Regions from separate parts of the Mus musculus genome. Here all the other regions are linked to region 3. A link is a contact called in public Hi-C and promoter capture Hi-C data. All regions are on one chromosome and are shown on one strand. Each heading gives the region's core, a stretch centred on a gene start, on an enhancer-like site or on the middle of the called end of the contact. The rest is flanking DNA. Distances are from core to core; before and after follow the strand shown. Region 1 holds the start of Cnot1 (CCR4-NOT transcription complex, subunit 1). Region 2 holds the start of Csnk2a2 (casein kinase 2, alpha prime polypeptide). Region 3 holds the start of Bbs2 (Bardet-Biedl syndrome 2 (human)). Region 4 holds the start of Gins3 (GINS complex subunit 3 (Psf3 homolog)). Region 5 holds the start of Setd6 (SET domain containing 6). Region 6 holds the start of Irx5 (Iroquois homeobox 5). Region 7 holds the start of Got2 (glutamatic-oxaloacetic transaminase 2, mitochondrial).

The links. Promoter capture Hi-C pulls out the DNA fragments that hold promoters and counts their contacts. A called contact is a pair of places that touch in the nucleus more often than the background predicts.
Region 1: a promoter capture Hi-C map of pre-B cells shows a contact between it and region 3, with 5 times the contacts expected there. The contact joins the promoter of Cnot1 here to the promoter of Bbs2 in region 3. A contact is called at or near these places in 7 of 39 promoter capture datasets (hematopoietic stem and progenitor cells, hippocampal neurons, liver and 3 more), 2 of 484 Hi-C or Micro-C datasets (CD4 T cells and CD8 T cells) and 2 of 9 other capture datasets (adipose tissue and liver).
Region 2: a promoter capture Hi-C map of pre-B cells shows a contact between it and region 3, with 5 times the contacts expected there. The contact joins the promoter of Csnk2a2 here to the promoter of Bbs2 in region 3. A contact is called at or near these places in 2 of 39 promoter capture datasets (neutrophils and pre-B cells), 2 of 484 Hi-C or Micro-C datasets (CD4 T cells and CD8 T cells) and 2 of 9 other capture datasets (adipose tissue and liver).
Region 4: a promoter capture Hi-C map of pre-B cells shows a contact between it and region 3, with 4 times the contacts expected there. The contact joins the promoter of Gins3 here to the promoter of Bbs2 in region 3. A contact is called at or near these places in 3 of 39 promoter capture datasets (the C10 cell line, liver and pre-B cells), 1 of 484 Hi-C or Micro-C datasets (CD4 T cells) and 1 of 9 other capture datasets (liver).
Region 5: a promoter capture Hi-C map of pre-B cells shows a contact between it and region 3, with 4 times the contacts expected there. The contact joins the promoter of Setd6 here to the promoter of Bbs2 in region 3. A contact is called at or near these places in 1 of 39 promoter capture datasets (pre-B cells) and 1 of 9 other capture datasets (liver).
Region 6: a promoter capture Hi-C map of pre-B cells shows a contact between it and region 3, with 2.5 times the contacts expected there. The contact joins the promoter of Irx5 here to the promoter of Bbs2 in region 3. A contact is called at or near these places in 1 of 39 promoter capture datasets (pre-B cells) and 1 of 115 datasets of contacts at active chromatin or transcription factors (pancreatic cancer cells).
Region 7: a Hi-C map of CD8 T cells shows a contact between it and region 3, with 5 times the contacts expected there. The contact joins the promoter of Got2 here to the promoter of Bbs2 in region 3. A contact is called at or near these places in 1 of 39 promoter capture datasets (pre-B cells) and 1 of 484 Hi-C or Micro-C datasets (CD8 T cells).

Annotation. Positions count from the first base shown.
Region 1 is chr8:95,806,194-95,808,893 of GRCm38.p6, reverse strand. Cnot1 (CCR4-NOT transcription complex, subunit 1) reads left to right here and starts at 1,449. Exons shown (of 49, transcript NM_001372353.1): 1 at 1,449-1,561. 4930513N10Rik (RIKEN cDNA 4930513N10 gene) reads right to left here and starts at 2,064. Exons shown (of 4, transcript NR_015574.3): 1 at 1-2,064.
Region 2 is chr8:95,487,569-95,490,268 of GRCm38.p6, reverse strand. Csnk2a2 (casein kinase 2, alpha prime polypeptide) reads left to right here and starts at 1,449. Exons shown (of 12, transcript NM_009974.3): 1 at 1,449-1,925; 2 at 2,593-2,700. The coding sequence starts at 1,822.
Region 3 is chr8:94,097,201-94,099,900 of GRCm38.p6, reverse strand. It overlaps Bbs2 (Bardet-Biedl syndrome 2 (human)), which reads left to right and starts at 1,392. Exons shown (of 17, transcript NM_026116.3): 1 at 1,392-1,665. The coding sequence starts at 1,549. It overlaps Gm39226 (a long non-coding RNA gene), which reads right to left and starts at 359. Exons shown (of 2, transcript XR_879106.1): 1 at 1-359.
Region 4 is chr8:95,632,302-95,635,001 of GRCm38.p6, reverse strand. It overlaps Gins3 (GINS complex subunit 3 (Psf3 homolog)), which reads right to left and starts at 1,443. Exons shown (of 3, transcript NM_030198.3): 1 at 1,219-1,443. The coding sequence starts at 1,404.
Region 5 is chr8:95,714,509-95,717,208 of GRCm38.p6, reverse strand. It overlaps Setd6 (SET domain containing 6), which reads right to left and starts at 1,296. Exons shown (of 7, transcript NM_001035123.4): 1 at 939-1,296; 2 at 715-856; 3 at 408-602; 4 at 168-288. The coding sequence starts at 1,272. Ndrg4 (N-myc downstream regulated gene 4) reads right to left here. Exons shown (of 17, transcript NM_001372423.1): 17 at 2,253-2,700.
Region 6 is chr8:92,356,390-92,359,089 of GRCm38.p6, reverse strand. Irx5 (Iroquois homeobox 5) reads right to left here and starts at 1,294. Exons shown (of 3, transcript NM_018826.2): 1 at 661-1,294. The coding sequence starts at 906.
Region 7 is chr8:95,886,964-95,889,663 of GRCm38.p6, reverse strand. It overlaps Got2 (glutamatic-oxaloacetic transaminase 2, mitochondrial), which reads left to right and starts at 1,263. Exons shown (of 10, transcript NM_010325.3): 1 at 1,263-1,447. The coding sequence starts at 1,359.

The DNA of each region.
Region 1 (2,700 bases), core at 200-2,699, 1.7 Mb before region 3:
CAGCTTACAACTTTACTGCTGAGACTCTCATCTCAGTCCCGGGGCATCCAATGCCTTCCTGGGTACCAGGTCCACACTCTCTAGGTGAACATATATATAGGCAAGCACTCAGACACTTTTTTTTTTTCATCTAGGGGTTGGAAAGATGGCACAGAGATTACAAGAGCTGGCTGCTTTTCCAGAGGACCCACCCAGTGGCTCACAACCGTTCACTTCCAGAGGGACGGGCATCCTCTTCTGACCTCTGAGGACATTGTACATGCATGGTGCATAGATTTACATGCAAGCAAACGCCTGTACACGTAAAATAAGTAATAAAAGTCTTTAACACATCTCTTTAAAGTTCAAATAGTACTGGTATGAGAGGTTACGTCTATTATCATCTCAGTATTTTGGAAGATTGCAAGGAGCTCAAGGTCAATTTATGCTTCTTAGTATGTTTCAGGCCAGCCTGGACTACAGTTGGGTTAACTGAAAGAGACCTTGTTTCAAAACTCAAACAAAAAGTCTAAAAGATAGGAGGACACAGTGGATAACGTAGCCTTTTATCCAAGAAGCAAAAGGCATTGGCATCCTTGAGAATAGCCAAGAGCAGGAGGAGAACTTCTGTTTCTATATCTCTGCAAAGCGTCCCTGCTTCAAAAGACAAATGGAAAACAAACTTTAAAAGAGCCAGGATTAGGTGGGCATCTGGGAGACTACATTCTCCAGCATGCATTGCTGCTCTAGGGCGCAGACAGTGATGGAAGAGACCACGTTACTTTTGCGACAGGAATAGGCGGGGCGTGCGACTACATAACCCAGGATGCAAAGGACCTCAACTTTGCCCCGCGTCTGACGCCTTCTGATGACTGGTGCTCCTTGCTAAAGAGATCCGAGGGGTGGACAATGCTTCCGCTGGGAACCCGCACAGCCTCTCGGACCGTGACATTTCGAAAGACGAAGGAAAGTAGACGAGCATCACCCTGTCTCTAAGTTAGAGTAGTTTGTGCGCAGGGTGGCAATGCATTAACGAGCTCCCTTCCGTATTTTTTTGTTTCCCGGAGGCAATGACCAGCCAGTCCCCATAGGTCGAACACCTCGAAGGCTTATGTCTTCGAGTCCCAAATCGAAGTTCCCAACGTCTAACCATTGGCTTACACCCGGGTGCGCAGGCGCCCAGACTCGGACCCAGTCCCAGGGCTGATGAGCGGCAATTGGCCTGAGCCCCGCAAACTAGGAGTCTGGATTGGTGGTTGCTAGCAGGAGCCTGGTTTCTTCCTCGACTTCTGCGAGTGATTAGTGTGTGATTGGTTTAAATCCGCGGGTACCCATCGGCGATTGGACCGCCGTTGCGGTCAGCGCGCGGCCATTGGCTGGGCGCTAGGGCCATCCCTCCGCCAAAGCGGGCAGCGAATGGTGAAATGGGAACTGGGAGGGGAAAGGCCGCGACGTGAGCGCGCGACCTCGGGCGCCATTTTGTCGAGAAAACAAGCGGAGTTAACCGAAGAGGGGGGTCGAGGAGAGCCGGAGTCGAGGACCCAGGAGTTTCCTGTGTCCAGCGCTGCGGGAGCCGACTGAGGTGAGGCGGGCTGGGGCTGCGGTTGGAGGTGGCGGAGGCTGGGAGTGTCAAGCTCGGGACGCGGGTCCGGGTGGGAGCGGTACCGGGGGTGGGGTGGACTGGGGACCCTGGAAGCCTTTTCCCGGGGCGTCGGGACTCGGGCAGGCGAGCCGGAGACGTGGAGCCAAGGCGGGAGGGGACGGACTCGGCCCGCTCGCGGCGGCTTTGCTCTCTTGGAGAAGGGAGACCGGGGGCTCACGTTCCTGGATTCGGAGCGCCCGGGCGCGGGTGAGCAGCTCCGGAGCGGCTCGGCCTGGAGGCCTTGCCTGGAGGCTTCGAGGATGGCGGCGGCGGAGGTGGCAGTTCGGATCCCAGGGCCTCGGCTCGCCGCGCGCGCAGGGCTGCAGCCTCCTCGGAGCGCACGAGCTCCTCAACTGTCCCTTTCCTCCCGGGCTCCCGGATGGGGGGCTATGGGCGCGGGCGCCCGCGGCCTACCTAGGTTCCTCGCTGGGCGGGCGGGCCAGGGGGCGGGTTTGGAGTTGCTGCCGATTCGTAGCGCTTTCCGGGGACTCCCTCCCCTCCTGCGCCCCCCAGCACGTTGTCAAGCCCCTCGCTTTTGGCTGCTTGGCGGTGGGAGGGGCGGGCGGGCGGGAGTGAGCACTTCCGTGTTACCCTTCTCGCTACAGGTTTTTTGTTCCACTCGCGCGCCCCGGCGCTCGCACTTTCTAACAAGTCGATAGCCCCCCAACTTAAGTCACCTAGGTCCCTGTGCGGTTGGTAGTGTTGGTTCTGCCTGTCCCAACGCCCCCAACCCTCCAACCGGCAACTACCGGCAGATGCCCACCAGTGAGCAGAATGCTTGTGGGTCTTGATTTGGTGCAGATCTTGGAGAGATCTTAGGTTAAGCCTAAGGCTAATAAGCAAACACATTTGGCCATGCCACCAGGTCCGGGAGGGAGCTCACCCACCTGTGCTCACAGACATTACTTGCAGGAGGAGTGCTTTGTAGGTTTTGAAAAGAAGTGCTTTTCAAAGTGTTGTATGGAAAATTAAGCTTCATGAGAGGTAAACGTTCCCCAGAAGTCACCTCGACAAATATTACAGTCCCACCTTCCGTGGACATTTAATCCAGGCAGGCCTTGTATCAGTGAGCTCTAGCC
Region 2 (2,700 bases), core at 200-2,699, 1.4 Mb before region 3:
AGTGGTGTGTCCTTTCTCTGTGCGTCACACAGAAAGTCAGCTGGTCCATGCATAATATGACCTTCAGGGTCCCCTTTGTAACCAGCATGGTAACCGTGGGCCAAGAGCACTGTGTTGACTGAAGGCCTCCTGCCCGGCAGACACTGAGTGACCTGGTGGTGATCACCCAGCCCTAGTCATGCCTTCACATTGTTTTCACAGGGAGGGGACAGATGGCAAACCAGGAGAGGACTCATGCCAAGCTGTAGTTTTACGAAGGGCATGGAGGAGTCGCTGAGAGAAGTATCAACTTCAGAGAAAGTGGCCTCTAAGGTGAGATTTGAAAAAGAAAGCCAGTCATTTGTGGGGTGGCAGCGGTACCCCGTGGCCAAGCTCAGAGAGAAGAAGAAACTGAAAGACGGGCATGCGCTATTCTCAGGGAAGGAAAGGTGTAGAGTTTAACAACAGCGGGAACATGTAGTGTTTTAATATGGAGCAGTCCTTAGTCTCTGTACAGCTCTGTGAAGTCGGTGCTGGGTTGATGCTACAAAATCTGTAGCACGGAGACGTTGAGTCATTGGTTCAAATCTGCATTCCTTGCAAACTATGGAACCGGGACTTGAACCTCGATAGTTCGGTATGTGAAGAAAGAGGAAACGTGGCCTCATCTAGAAAACAGTGTGTGGGGGGGAGGGAGAGGGGGAGTTTAGAGTCAGAGCAACCTGGGCTGGAAGAAGAGATCCTTGTTGTTAAAGAATATGAACAGGAAAACAAGATAGCCGGGGACCCCAGGACATCAATGAGAGAGAAGACTGTTCAAGAAGTCCTCACTCCCCAGCTCTCCCTCCTCCCAAACAAACAAACAAACAAAATGGATATTTACATTCTCAAAGTATGATCCACAAATTACAGGTTCAATACAAAGGGGGAAAAACCCAGTTAACTTTATGGGGAAACTATCTGGTGGGCTCTGGTTTAAGCAAGTGGCCCAAAGGATGGCTCAGTGGGCTCTCAGGGAGGAATCTGGATGGGGAATTGGGAGGCGAGGGTAGCTTTAGGACTAGTTTGGTTTTCCTCTTGAAGGAAGGGATCTGTGGATGGCAGGGTGGGGTCCAGAGTGGGAAGAGGAGTGAGGAAGGGGGACAGTTTGAGGGGAGGGTTCTTGGGTTTCAAAGAAAGTCAGCTCAGGGCCAATATGGGAGGTCGTGGTGGGTGGACACGAGGTGACTGGACAGTGGAACTATGCTAAGCGCGGCGGCAGTCAAAGGTAGAGACTTCTGGGGGGTGGCCTGCAGTTGGGCAGGCAGCCGGCCACATTGCTTGGAGGGTGGCGAGCTCGCTGAGGGGGCGGGCGCCGGCCATAGTCCCCCCGCACTGTAGGGGGCGCTGTGGGCCGGGGCGGGCCGGGGCTGGGCGGCGGCCGCTCCTGGCGAGTGCGGCCCCTTTTCCGGGTTTCCTCCGCCTCCTCCTCCTCCCTCTTCGCCGCCGCCGCCGCTGCCGCTGCCCCTCTCCCGACCGGTGGCTGCCGCTGCCGCCACCACCGCCTCTGGGGGGCCGCGAGCCGAGCGGAGGCCTCCGCGGAGCACGAACCCCGCCGTCCCTCCGGCAGCCGAAGGCCCCGGGCCGGCTCGGCCGGCGCCTTCCGCGCCCCCCGGCCCGAGCGTCCGTCCGTCCGCCCGCCCCCGCGGGCCCGGCCTGGCGCGGACGCCCGCCGCCGCCGCCGCGCTCCTCCTCTTGCTTGGGCAGCCCGCGGCCCGCCGCTTCCCGTGCCTGCCGCCCCGCGCCCCGCGCCGCGCCGCCGCCGCCCTCGGCGCCCCGCGGCGCCCCCCGGTCCCGCCCGCCATGCCCGGCCCGGCCGCGGGCAGTCGGGCCCGGGTCTACGCCGAGGTGAACAGCCTGAGGAGCCGCGAGTACTGGGACTACGAAGCCCACGTCCCGAGCTGGGGGTAAAGCCGCCGCCGGCCGCCCCACGCGCGAACCGCACCCGCCGGCCGCTCGGCCTCGGGGCTGGCAGGGAGGCCCGGCCCCGGCCGCACGTGTCCCCGGCCTCTCCTGTCCGCCCTGCCTCGGTCCCCGGCTCAGCCGCCGGTGGGGAGAAGCGTGGGGTCGGGGGTGGGGGCGGCCCTTCCTCCTCAGACTTTGGGCTTCCTATGGGTTGGGAAGTCCATGGCTGTCCTCTTGAGCTGTTGAAATCTCTACCTCTTTACTTTCTGAAATGAGGCTGGGTGGGAGGGTCATTTTGAAGAGGGGCAGATTGTCTAGAGCGGGCAGTGCCCCCTGGAAGGTGTGAAATGGGAGGCAGGTGCCGTGGAGCCACGGGCAGGGCACCCCAGTACCACCAGGGGGGATGCTTCCCTTAGTCCCCTTAATGGCTCCTGAGGCCTTGTAGCTGCCCATTCCTCTTCTTGTTAAGAGTCAGTTAGGTTAGGAGCTCTGCAGAGTGAAGGGAGCCAAGCTTCTGTGTGGCTCTCATTTAAGAGAATGAGTTGCTGTGTGATGGTAGGAATACTTCCGAATGCTTGATTAGTTGGAGATGGCGGATGGATGTGTGGTGGACAGAGGCTTGCTTAATCCCAAATCCTGGCATTTATGTATATCTCTTGCCTTTCACAGTAATCAAGATGATTACCAACTGGTTCGAAAACTTGGTCGGGGCAAGTATAGTGAAGTATTTGAGGCCATTAACATCACCAACAATGAGAGGGTGGTTGTAAAAATTCT
Region 3 (2,700 bases), core at 143-2,642:
CACACACACCATATACCATACATAATTAATGTAATGTAATATGCTATACTATAATATAAGCATAACGGGGAGGGGCTGGGAAGGAGTTTAAAAGAGAGGATAGGTGCTAAGGGATAGAATAATACATAGCCAAAAGCTTGGATGTGGGTTTCAAGAGGGAACGACTCACTTAGTATCTTATCAGCTACATAGACTGCTTAGTAGCTCTAGTTATATCTCAATGGGCTGTTAGGAATTCCACCCCACTCCCATCTTCTTTCTCTCTTTTGTTTTACTTTGAAAATTAGCTTACAAAGTAGCAGGTCTTTTATGACATTTTCATGCATACTATGGCTGGCTGATCCTTCTCACCTGCTAGTTCCTTTCTTCTACTCCCCCCCCCCCCCCCCCCCCCCCCCCCCCCCCCGCACATTTACTCTTCTTTCTTTCCCTTCTTTTTGATGAATACGTTTATAAGGTGACTTCACCGGTGCTTTGAGTAGAGTTTGCAATTTGCTAAGATGAACCGACTTGTCACAAGGATGTAAAGAGTTAAGTCACATCATTTATTTAAGTAGGGTTTCTTGTGAGGTCCCTAGCAAATTACAGATTTACAGCTGGCAAAGGAGAAAGGCCATGTCCGTTTAGTACTTAAGCAGGATTCAGTGCTTTTTCAACATTCTTAGTTGAAAGTCTTTTCATATAAAGGGCATGTTGTCTCTAGCTGAGCAACTTTGTACAAATGCTAATTGTCCTGAAAATCTTGACTCAGCTGGTGGAGCGCCTTAACTGGACTTGGGAGAGAAGTACTCTTTCCCTTCCCATGTCCCTCAACTTTGCATCGTTCTCTACTGCTTTATATTTACCACCTAAACTATTTAAATAAACTATACTCTTTACTTTTATCTTGAGGGGATTATTATTTTCGGGTTACTATTGACGTTTGCCTGGGCATAACAGCTAAAGCAAGGGATACACTAAGCACTTTAACGTTAGTTTTGTTTTGTTTTTTTAATCGTGCGTGTGCATGTCCTTGGAGCTGGTTTTCTGCTTCCAACTCGGGTCATCAGGGTTGGTATCAAGTGTCTTCACCCACTTAACTATCCGCCCCGTAAAGCCTTAGTTCTTGAACGAATGAAAGGGTGACATAGTGTGTGGCGTGTACGGGGTGCAGCTTGGCTGACACGCTACAGAGAATCCTGGGGAGGTACTGGCTTAGACACCGCCATCCCAGACGCCAAGGTAAGGCTTCATCTAACACTAATTTACAGCCGCAGTCCGAGGACAGACAAAGAACGCAGGCCAACCAGGCACGACGCCACTGCGCAGTCGCAGGAGCTAGTTGGGACTTGCGTAGCTCTGCCGCTGGGAGGGTCCGCGCAGGCGTAGAGAGAGTTGGCGACACCGATCGCGCTCTAGTCTGCGCTTCCGGCGCCGGGCCTGTGGCGTTCCGCAGTCCTGCGTGTATTTACCTCCTACTCCTCATCCGCTGCTAGGCAACCGGCCGGCCAAGCTGCTTGCCTTGCGCCTGCGTCGGGCATCTGTCTTCCGCCCCTAGCTGGCGCCATCATGCTGCTGCCTGTGTTCACTCTGAAACTGCGCCACAAAATCAGCCCCCGCATGGTGGCCATAGGGCGCTACGACGGGACTCACCCGTGCTTGGCTGCCGCCACCCAAGCGGGCAAGGTAACCGCTCCCACCCGGACTCCTGCCTCCTCCAGATCCCGCCCCTCACGCTGCCCCGCCCCCTGCCCGCATTGCCTGGCAACCGGTCGCCGCTGTCCTTGGCTCCAGTCCCATCAAAGTGGGATTTCAAAGAACAGCTTTGTAGCAGTGACGTTTTTTATCACCAGGTTCTCAGTGTTGAACAGTATTGAGGACAGATCAGGAACCTAGGGAAAAGAAGTCTCAAGAAAAAGGAGCGCTTGTCCAGGAGTAGCAGCGATTGCTGACTCCAGATTCATGCCCAGGGCCTCTGCTTGCCTCCAGGATTCTCTTCCATATTTGCCTCTTTACAGTGGAGGAAGCGGGTGGGGTGGGGACAACAACCCAATGTTAAATTCAGATTGTAGTTTTGGTCCTTGATCACGTACATTCAGATCTTATCCCCATAACCTAAGTGTTCATTAAATGGTTATTATGAGCCACATACTGAGAAAGGGGTGTCAGGGTCACAGATAAAAAAAAAATTCAGATTTAGACCCAGTTTGCAAACAAAAGAAATTGTGAAAGTGAGATTGAATTCTTGTTGTTAGACTCAGCAGGTATGCCAGGTACACAATTGCATTTGTGTAAGGAGTTTTCAAGACACTGCCATGTGTGTTGTATGTTACCTTATATGCTACTTCTAGGGTTCCGTAGCAGGAACATAAGGATTCGTTTAAATGGGTTATGATTTCATAAACTGGTATGGTGAAGTAAAATGCTGAACATTCGTCTTGGTATGTGATGCTACTAGTTAAGAGGCGCTACCAGTCCTGAGGTAGTGCTACACATTTGTTATTTTATCTGTTCAAGAGATTGGGATCATAAGTTCAAAGCTAGCCTGGGCAACATAGGAAGACCCTGTCTCAAAATTAAAATTTTAGAAGAAGGGAGTTCTTTGTCCAATTGTCACTTGGATAAAGGCATGCACTGCTAAGTTTGATGACCTGAGTTCTGTCCTAGGGACACACAACATGGAGAGAGATCTGACTCTTGTAAGTTGTTGTCATCTGACCT
Region 4 (2,700 bases), core at 194-2,693, 1.5 Mb before region 3:
AGAAAAAGAAAAGGAAAAAAGAAAAAGAAAAAAAGACCCAAACTCGGCAGGATATCTTGTTCAGTAGAGTGTAAGAGCTCAACTAAATCCTAGCCATACAGTGGTGACACACACCTTTAATCCCAGCATCAGGGAGGCAGAGGCAAAAGGATTGCTGAGTCTGAGGCCAGCTTGGTATACAGAGCCAGTTTATGTCAGCCAAGGCTACACAGAGAAACTCTGTCTCAAAAACATTAAAAAAACAAAAACAAAAGACTCCTAAATCTTTCTCTATGACAATGGGGAGCCAATAAGTTGACATTTGGGGTAGAACTCTGTGGTAGCATGCTTGCCTGGCATGTGAAACGCTCCAGGATTCACCCCCAGTCCTGGAATATTCTTCAAAAACATGGCGGTCGACTCTGAAGAGTCGACTTACAAAGGACTGTGAGGTTGAGAAGCAGCCCAGGGAGCAAAAATGAGCCTTTCTGTTGTTGAAAAAGTAAAAATGTGGTGTTTTACTTTGAGAAAAAGTACCTAGAAATAGACAGAGACAAAATTGATACCCTTCCAAACAAAACTTAAAGGACCTAACGGGAAATGAAAGTAACCATTGCAAGTTACGCTCTTGGGACAAACTCGTACTTGAAGCCATAGAGTCCAAGGTTCGAATCCCAGTTCACCATTTACTGGAGGACCCTGGCTTTGTTAACCCAGCTTTTGTTAGGTTTATGGGAGGGCAAAAGGCTTAATACGGGAAGCTGCAGTTGCCATTTTTCAGTGCGACACTGAAAATTGTTATGAGCAACCTTTTACCGAGGACTGCCTTGGTTAAGCCAGCACGGACTTACTGTGGAACCCTGGCTGAGGTACTCACTCTTTGTAGAATTGCCTAAGCGAGAAGATGACAATTTATCCCCCCATCACAGACTCCCATCCCCTGATGGACAGTCGGTCCTCGGAAACAGGCTGCAGACACTGTCATAATTGTGCCGAGTGCGCATGACAATCTGCAGTTCCCAGACTTCGAAACTTCAAATAAGTTTTATGGAAACCATGAATAGAACCAAGAGACCCTGAGATGATGGGCTGGAGCCAAAGCCAATGACTTTGGAAAGTTTGAAGACTAAGATCGGTGGCGGGAGAGTCCTCCGAGTGCTGTGCAGCTTCCCGGGACCCCCGAGGACTCCCACCGCCTCCAGATCTTGGAAACCTCTGCCCCGGCCGGGCTCGCCTCACCTGAGGGAGCGGATGGTCCGGCTCGGAGCCCGCGCCCCGCTCCAGGAAGAAGGCTCCCAGGCGCGGCATGGGCGTCTCGACCCGCACCGGCAGCTTCTCCTGCGACATCAGGATGTCGTCCAAAGACAGGAAGTTCTCCTCCGGCCCCAGAGCGCCCGACTCCACTGGGAAATACGCCTCGGACATGGCAGCTCGCAGCACAGTCAGGGATGAGGAGGGCGCGCCACCTCAGCGAACTAGGGCCGGCTTCAAACTCGCTTTCCCGCGCCGCACTCGCCAGACCCGAGCAGTCGATTTCGGCGAGCCTGCGGCCGCTCAGGCAAAAGCAATCAATAAGGTCACAGATTGGGTCCAGTGTCCCCGCCCAATGCGGAAGCCCTGGATGAGTCGGCCGGAAGTCCTCCTGCAGCTTGTAGACTAGGCTGGGGAAGGTATATGAAGCTTGAACATCATTGAAGGGACAGCATGTGTCTGTACTAACGGAACTGTGTTCATGCAGCCTTTAAATACACACATAGAATTTAAAAACATCTTTGGGGATTCAAGTAATATCATTTTACACTATGTATTCCAGCCCTCATTAATCCCGCTTTTATTGCATTTTCACTGGTAGGTTAATTATTGTCTTTGAAAACAACAGAAGAAACTAAAACGCAAGCACTAGTCCAAATGTTTAACTGTGTGCTAAGTTACAAATTATTTGTAGTATTTTGGCCGGGTGTAGGTTCAGGTGGGGTGGGAGTCTAGATGGAGTGGTAGATTTATATATGGCTGGAAGATCTGAAGTTCAGGGCCTTGCTCTACTGTCAACTGGCAAAGTCCTCGTGTGGTGATCAGTTTGGGTTCCTGAAAGAGGAAACTAGACCAGTTTCCTAGTCTTTTCACAGCCACTCTGCAAGCGGGAGCTCCTATATCAAATGCGATCACAGGTAGAGTACCTGAGAACAAAGGAAAGACCACGGTTGCTTGGTTGCTTGGTCCTAGATTTGGCGGTACATACATGAATACAGGTTGAGGCAGATTGTTGCGAGATTTGCTACCGAATTTACCTACTGTAGGAGGGCATTCCTGAGGTAGTGGTTTGTGAGCAACACAGGAAAGGGGGCGAGCATGCCTTTCATCTTTTGTATTCCTTTTTAGTTTTGAATGAAATAATTTGTTAATGTATTTACATAATTCACTACATTTAAGCAATAGCCTTCTAAATATGGACTAGAACTTTACATATGCTAAGCAATAGTCACTTGCTTTTTCTTGCCAAAAACACTTGTATCACATGAATGCTTGAAGTATTTACACCACTTTCTTTACTTTTTATTCCTCTTCTTTTAACAACCATTGCTCTAGTCAGTTTAAGACATTTTATTCCAGACAGCTACTTTAAAAAGTTGCAATAATGTCAAGCATGCTGGCACATGCCTAGAATCCCTGGACTGGGGAAGCCAAGGCAACAGGATCTCAGGGTCGAAACAAGACCAGGTT
Region 5 (2,700 bases), core at 47-2,546, 1.6 Mb before region 3:
GCAGCTATTCTGGTGGACTTAGGGTGTGTCCACACCATCTCAGTTGATATCAAAAGTACACCGGAGAGTAGCTAGTCTCACCGCATTTTCACGATTAGTAGGAAACTGGAGCCCAGTGATTTGATTTGTAATGCACACCACCTGACCAGGGATAGGGGTCCACTCACTGCCGAGTACTCTAGATTGGCATTATGATTGGCTATGTGGTTTAGTATGTCTGCAGCAGGCACCATCAAGGGTGAGTTGGGCTCCTTTTCATCATCATCTTCCTCCAGCGGTTCTTGAAAGCTGCCGCAGAGAGAACTCAGCTAAGGCCCAGTCTCGGGTGAGGGACCTGGAGTTCACTGTTCTTTCCCACCTTCCCTCTCAAAGATGAGGGTCTGCTCCTCTAGGCTTTAATCACTGACCTATAAGCCATCACGAGGGCCACGAGCTGCTGATAGAGTTCCAGGGAGCGAACAGAGGGGCTGAAGAGATCCGAGTGAGCCTCCATGAAGGGCAGGACGATGGAATAGTATTCGCTACGGATGTTCACCAAATCCTTCTCCACGGCTTCGGGGACACCTGTACCCTTTAGGAGTCGCAACCGCTCTTCCTCCGGCCTGCAAGGACAGCCCACCCGGAGCCCTTCGCAGCCTTCTCATGCAGCAGGTGCCCAGTCCCAGAGCAAAGAAACTGCAACAGGTTCTTCCCGGCCCTTCCCTCGGCTCTCACCAAAACATGGGATGCTCCAAACGCCCCAGCTCTGGCCAGAGCGCGAAGTAAGGGCTCCAGGGTGATGCTGGGGCCTGGAGCTCGTGGAGCAGCGCCAGCAGCAGCGGCACCCACCCAGACAGGCTCTGCAGCGCGCCTCGCTCTAGGGAAGACACCAGGTGAACGTCCAAGCGCCACTCCCTTGCCAGCCTCCGAGCTGGTCCCCCTGCCCCTTCCTTACCCACCTCGCTCCAGCAGGCCGCTGATGGAACAGGTGTGGGGGGACAGAAGCGCGGACCGCGGCACTGCGAAAAGGAGCTCCCCGGCCCGCACGCTCTCCCGCGCCACCATGCCATAGCCGGCCACCGTGCCCTGCCGGCTCACCGTCACCTTAGGACTCAGCTCCAGCCCCACTCGCCTGCACCAGCGCAGGAAGCCGGCCACCGCGTCGCCCTCGGGCTCGCCGCCGCTGGACCCCGCAGGGAGCGGCAGGGGCGCGCGGGCAGCTCTCGGGGAGGGACAGGGCGCGACGAGGGGCGACCCGCCACTTACCCGCGCGCGCTTGGCGGGGGCCGCCATGCTGCGAGCAGCCGGGTCCTCACTGCGCTTCCGGGGCGGAGCTGGGCGTTTCTACTAAACCGCTCCGGTTTAGGAATCGCGCGTGCGCGTGCGCACCGGCCTCCACCCTAGTTCTGGCCGTGTCCCGGAGAGCGGCGTGCAGGGACAAAACAGTTTCTTCCTCTGTGGAGGCTGGGCTAGTATGCCGTAGTGACCGACTGATGGTTAGTGATTAACCATCATTTCACTGACTGATTGATTAGTCCGTTTACACCTGGGTTTGAAGTGGCCTTAAGGGTTTCCACATTACACACACACATACGCACGAGACAGACAGACAGACGAGAGACAGAGACAGAGAGGAGAGAGAAGAGAAAAGAGAGAGAAGAGAGAGACAGAGAGAGAAGACAGAGAGAGACAGAGAGAGACGCTGGAAGTAATATAAGGTGAATGAATGATAGCACAAACGGTAACATGGAGAATTCAGTAGTTTAGTTTCAGTACCTGGAAGGTTGAGGGGGGTTTGTGGTTTACTGGGAGTTTCTGGCAAGCCAGACAACAGAGTGACACCATGTCCCAAAACAACTAAAACCAAGCAAATAGTGTTGTGCCCTTGCTTTGAAGCGGTCTTTCTTGCTGGCTAAACTTTCTGCTCAGCTGTGAAATAGAGTTAGTATCAGGACTGGTAAAATTATATCTCAGTCAGAGTATATAGCCGCTTGGTAGAACCTTGACCATCATGTATAAACACCCTGGTTCAATCTCTTATCACCCTAAGAGGAAAAAAAAAATTAAGCAGGGTGGCCTACATAATTCTAACACCCATGACGCTGAAGTAGGATTGCTGAGTATTCAAGACCAGCCTGGGCTACAGAAAGATTGCTCAACCCTCCCCCAACCAAATGTGTCTAACAGGCACTATCCTCCAACTATCAGCGCCCTGGGGCAGCCAGGCAGCCTAAACAGTTGAGCCTTCCCTGTGATAGGAAACACGACACACGTAGACTTAATTTCTTTATTAGTTTTTCTGCACAGTTAACTTTCTATATCAAGGATTTTTGTTTTGCATTTTGTAATCTCAAAGTCTCTTTATCAGCCACCAAACAGAATACACAAAATTAGGCTCTTAACTTTGTACAGAGAGGAAAATAATGAACTCCATTAAAAGTTCATCTTGACCAAAGAGAAGACAACTACCAATGGGAAACCACATACAGGAAGGAGGACCTGATATACATACATATATATATATATATAATGTATAGGTATTTATAGATATCTTAAGAACACAGCAAAAAGATGTCCAATACTTGGAGTGCTATCTACAGTAAGGGATTAGTTCTACCACCTCTAAACAGTCACATTCAGTATTCACGGAAGCACGTGAGTGAACTGAACCGGGGATAGGAAACACTCCACTGGACTCCAGAGCAGTCTAGAAATGGCTTA
Region 6 (2,700 bases), core at 45-2,544, 1.7 Mb after region 3:
AATGCGATAGACAAGCTGAGCCTTAGCTTGCACACCGACGGTCTAAAAATGCTATCCCTAACCGAAGCCGTTGCGCTTTTCCAGAAATCACACCCCGCCGTAAAAACCCGGATACACCGCATCTCGCTGGCCGTTTCAGAAATTTAATACTTCCAAATCGGATTGCGAAGATAGGATTACGGATTTGCAACATTTTGGGGATTAATTAAAGGCGAGGCCAAACACATTTACATAGATTTAGCACACTACTACTGTTTGGAATTCCGGTCGGCTTCTTTTGAACTACTTTTTCCAACATGGCAAAACCAAAAGAAAGAGGAGGAAGAAGAAGAAGAAATTTGCGGGTTGTCCCAGAGCTTTGAGCCAAATGCCGTTCTTTATAGTAAAGACCAATCAATCCCCCCCCCTCCCCGCGCCCCAAAGCCTTCCCTTCAGCTCGGCGATCCCAGCAAGACGCGGCTTTCGCCAGAGCCACTCCGGAGCCCGCGGCTCGAGTGAAGCTGAATTAGACAATTGCTCAAGTTTGCAAGGGCCGCGAAGCTTGGCGGGTGAGGTGGCGCCTAGGCCCGTGTCCACCGCAACCGGGCTCTGCAGGCCTGGCCCCGGCTGCCCGCTCGCTCGCCCGCCCGCCCGCCCGCCTCGGACCCAGCTCACACTCACCACGTAAGAGAAGGCAGCGGCGGCCGCAGCCGCGGGGTCGGCGCCGTACTGGAGGTGCGAGTTGTAGCCGGGCGAGGGAGCCGTGAAGGCAGTGGAGCCAGCGTAGGGCGAGAACGCGGAGCCCGAAGAAGAGCGGCCGAGCTCATCCGTGCGGGGCCCCGAAATGACGCTGGTGCTGTATGCGGGGCACGAGTAGAGCGCCAGCGAGGCGGACGGCTGGTACAAGTAGCCCTGCGGGTAGGACATGGCCACACACGGGCATGGGGCGCGCCGCGCCGCGGCGGCCAACGAGCCGGGCGGCGCCCTGCGAGGGCGAGCGAGAGGGCACCTGGCTTCTGGCTGCCCCGGGCCGCAGCTCTTCGAGCCCCGGCTCCCGGGCTCCGGCCCGCGGCGCCTCCTGGTTGGCTTCCCGCGCGCCTCTGGCTGCGACCGCCGCGCCCGCTCCTCTGCGCGCCCCGCTTGCCCGGGCTAGGCTTTCTCTCCCCCCACCCCCCTCCCTCGCTCTTTGCACCGGGGGGCTCTGCTTTTGGCTTTGCAAAGGTCCTGCCAAGATGCTAAGTTGGAAATTGAGGATTCTGACGCCTTGTGTGCGCGCGAAGCTCCTCCTTCCCGGGGTGTAGTCGGTGGGGGGACTGGCAGGAGCCTCTGGCCGGCGGCAGCCAACCCGGCCGCCAGGCGCGTCTCGCCCTCTCCCTGTTCCTCCCCGGCTCCTCTCCCGCTCACTGGCGCTCCCCTCGCCCCTCCCTAGCGCCCGCCTCTCCTCCGCCACCCCCCTCTCCTCCTCTGCCCGGCCTCCCCCTCCTCCCTCCCGACTCTTCCTCTCCTTCTCTCTTTCTCAGACTCTCGAGCGCCGGCCCCAGGATGACAATCACATCCCAAGCGCGCCGATCGCTTCCAACTTTGCTCTCCTTTTGCTAACTCTGGGCGGAGCGGCAATCTCGACGTACAACTGGCCTTAGTCTTGGCTCGGGCCGTTCGGGAACACAAAGGGAAAGATGCAGCGGGCTGCGCTCGGGAGAACGCTCTGCGCCCTCCTCGCCAGTGCGAATAGCGAAGTTGGCGGACGTCTTGTTCTCCCGAGAGCTGGGCTGGGAGGTGGTTTTTCTCCCTCCACGCTCCACAGTGGCTTCTCCCTCCTGCCGGAGGTCTCTAGGTTGAGCTGGAGACCTGGAATTCAGATCCCAGGGAGAGTCGATGGATGCCGGCGCTCAGGGCACAGCGAGGCCGAGATGACCGCCTTTCTGCGCCAGCAACTGCAGCAGGTGGGCAAGAGCCAGGCCTAAGTAGAAGGGGCCCCGCTAGCCCTTCCTTCCACCCATCCCTGGCAGACGACGAGAAGAGGCTAGAGAGGAGACTCTGGGGTCTCTGGCTGGGGGTGTGACTTTTCTCTGGAACGAGGAAGGCAGTGGGCAAGAAGTGCCCGACGGAGAAGCTGTTCTACCCGAGTCGGTCCCCCAGACGCCCCCGGCCCCTTGCCATCCCAAGTAGCGATGCCTGCTTCTCATGTCTAGCCACGAGCAGCTTGCCCCGTCAGGTCTGTGGAGCCGGAGGGTGTGGGGTCTCGCCCCTTTTGTTCCACTAAGTCGCCTTCCACCCTCGCTCGCCCCCGCCCCAGTTCCACTGCAAACACTGGGCAGTGAACAGTGTCCAACCCAACCGCTGTTTGTTCAGCGAGGCGCTGGCCCGGCAAACACACACCACAGAGTCCCAGGCAGAGTTCTCGGAACACCCCCTCCCCAAACCCCCCACGGCCACACAGTGAGAAGGCAAAACAGACCCTAGTCCCTGGTCTCCACCTCCCGCCGCCGCAAATTACAAACGCACTGAAGCTTTGGGACAGACAGGGGCGCTGGTAAACCAGGACCGCCGGCGGCAGAGTGCACACACCACACATCAAGCATTTTGTGGCCTTTCACAACCCAGCCACGCGCAGGCTGGAGCGTAACAATACACAAAGTTTCCTGTAATGATTCTCACTAGCCAGCAAGCAGTTTGCTCGGTTGGGGCCGTGGCAAACACTAACCCCACGCGGATCGCACA
Region 7 (2,700 bases), core at 14-2,513, 1.8 Mb before region 3:
ATCCTAAAGAGGCACTGTGTCTATCAATTTGACTACTGAAACAATGGAACCCAAAGAAATGGCAATATCTCTAGGAATCTCATACTGAAATAAGAAAAGGCCCCAGCCAGAGAGGCAACCTTTCTCCCAGAGAGTCTATACAGTTCTAGCAACTTATCAGATCCATCACCTTATAGGATGGGTTAATGGCAGGCAGGAACACAAGCTGACTGGGAATCTGTTTACGTTGGAATCTCTCATTTGAACCCCGAAGGAAAACTGGATCTTTCTGTCCAACTTCCTAGTGTGGCCACATTGAGTAAAAAAAAAAAAAAAAAATTTCGAGACAGGGTTTCTCTGTGTAGACCAGGCTGGCCTCGAACTCTGAAATCCACCTACCTCTGCCTCCCAAGTGCTGGGATTAAAGGCATGCACCACCACCACCCAGCAAGTAAATCTTTTTCTGCTTTTCACTATTTTACTTTGTTTGAGGACCAGTGACCTGGGCCTGGTTTGCAGCACATGCTGTGGCCCCCAGATTTGATAACAATCACACAGACAACTGAAGTGGCCGGAGAAATTAGACTGGCAATCTATACAGATTTCTGCAAGGCATCCCTGGGAAATAATGGCCCATGTTCAGAGTGAATTCGGTCAACTTGTGGACTTGTCTCAAATTCATTCTCCCAGCCTTTAAAAGCTTATTCATTTCTTCCAAACATAATTATGAAGACTTGATGTGCAAAAGTTTGTCGTTGGTCCTGGGTAATTTTGTATTGACTAATCAGGCTTTTTTTTTTTTTTTTTTTTTTTTTTTTTTTTTTTTTTTAGGGCATAATCTGCTAATCTCACAAGTTAATACTCACAACTGCCCCACAAAATATGCCTGTTGTCCTCTAACAGGGACATGAAAGCATTCTGAACCTTGAGAGACTTGCACTTGGGGAAACTAGTGGGTTGAAAGGAAAACCACACTGGAGCATTAGGAAAAAAAAAAAATACTTCCTCGGGTCAGTTTACATTTTTTTCCTTCTTTCAAACTGGCACGCTAGGCAGCTGCCTCTAGCGTAGCGGATGATTAACTGGAAGCAGAGCGCTGAGCACTGTGGACTGCGCATCCTCACATACAAGCTTCACAGGATTTATAGGCAGCGATTAGCAGTGCCCTTGCGAGTTTCCATGACCTCCGTGGAGGCGTCGTCGTTCTACCCCCGACCGCAAGGGGCCGCTGCGACATGATTCGCTCCAGGCGCAGGGCCGCTCTAGCCACGCCCAGGGAAGTCACTGTCCTCACCTTTTAGGAGCCCGCGCCTCGGTTCCAGCGGACGCTTCCCCAGATCTCGGCTCTACCACCATCCACTGCCGTCTTACCGCCCACCATGGCCCTCCTGCACTCCAGCCGCATCCTCTCCGGGATGGCTGCTGCCTTTCACCCAGGCCTAGCTGCTGCAGCCTCTGCCAGAGCCAGGTGAGCCGAGGGATACAGAGATGCAGCGGCACCGCGGGCCTGCCCCTGCCCAGCCGAACTGTGGACCCTGTGAAACCTGCACCCCACCCCGCGATCGGACACACGTGCGCACCTCGTGTGTCCCCAAGGGTTGACTGTCCCGAGTCTTAGAGTCCAGTGTCTGCGCCCCGGGGTGACCCCAGGACCCCTCATCCCTCCCCTGTATCTCCGGACAGAGGGCCAGCGTAGCCCCCGAGGTGGGAATTGTGGTTCTCGACTGCACCCAGAATCCCATTCTAGCGGGTGATGGGGGGTCCCAGATGTGGACTCAGCACAGTGGGGTGCGGGGCAAGGGGTGAGCACGTGGGCGGTGGCGCTGGGCCATCCTCTAGCCGATTGGCTATGGTGCCGGAGCTGCCTGTCGCTGATTGGCTGTGGTGCAGGGGGGCGCGCATGTCCTTGACCAGCTGCCCTGCGGGACAACAGGTCCAGCTGTCGGGGTCCAGAGGGTTAAATCTGCCAGTGCTGTGTAGAAGCAGCGTGCGTGACGGGGGGAAATGTGACCACATGCAAGGAGGTTCTGGGGGCGTCCAGATCCGGTGTGCATCCATGACCTTGGCGTAGTGCATCCTTCAGTGTCACCACAGTAGTGCCTGATGATCCCCTATCCCCTGACAGACCAGCCTGGCCTTTGGATGGAAAAGGGTTGAAGTGTAATGTACTTTCTTTGTTTTAAACCCTTGGGAGATTCTGTTGACTGGAAGCCATCAATCTTTCCCTGCATTTCAGTCGGCTCTTTGCTCCTTAAAATATTTCGTAACCCAGTTTCTCCGAGCCAGGCACTGGACCAGTTGCTGGTGATGCAGCTGTGAGCAAGACAAGAGGACTGACTTCCTTTTTTAAAAAAAGACAAATGAGTCATCTTAAACTAAGGTGTACTGAAAGTGCCAGGCCTAAACGGGAACTAGTAACTCCTGATTCTTCCTTGGGCCTCAGAAGAGCAGATTTGAGACAGTCTCCTGGAGTACGGCAGACACCTCCCCGGGGCACATACTAACTGGGAGCGAAGCCTACGTAACTTTTTATGCTTGCCTTCTTCCCTTTGAATGTGTTCAAGCATCTTCAAGGTAGTAGAACAGTCTGTCCTTCCCAGAGCCCGTTTTTTTGGCTCCATGCCAATGGGTGCCCTTTTACGCCTACCCACCTGAAGGGGAGGAGAAACGGGGGAGAGTTATTTATGCTGCAATTTGGAGAACAAAAATGAGGTACTTGTA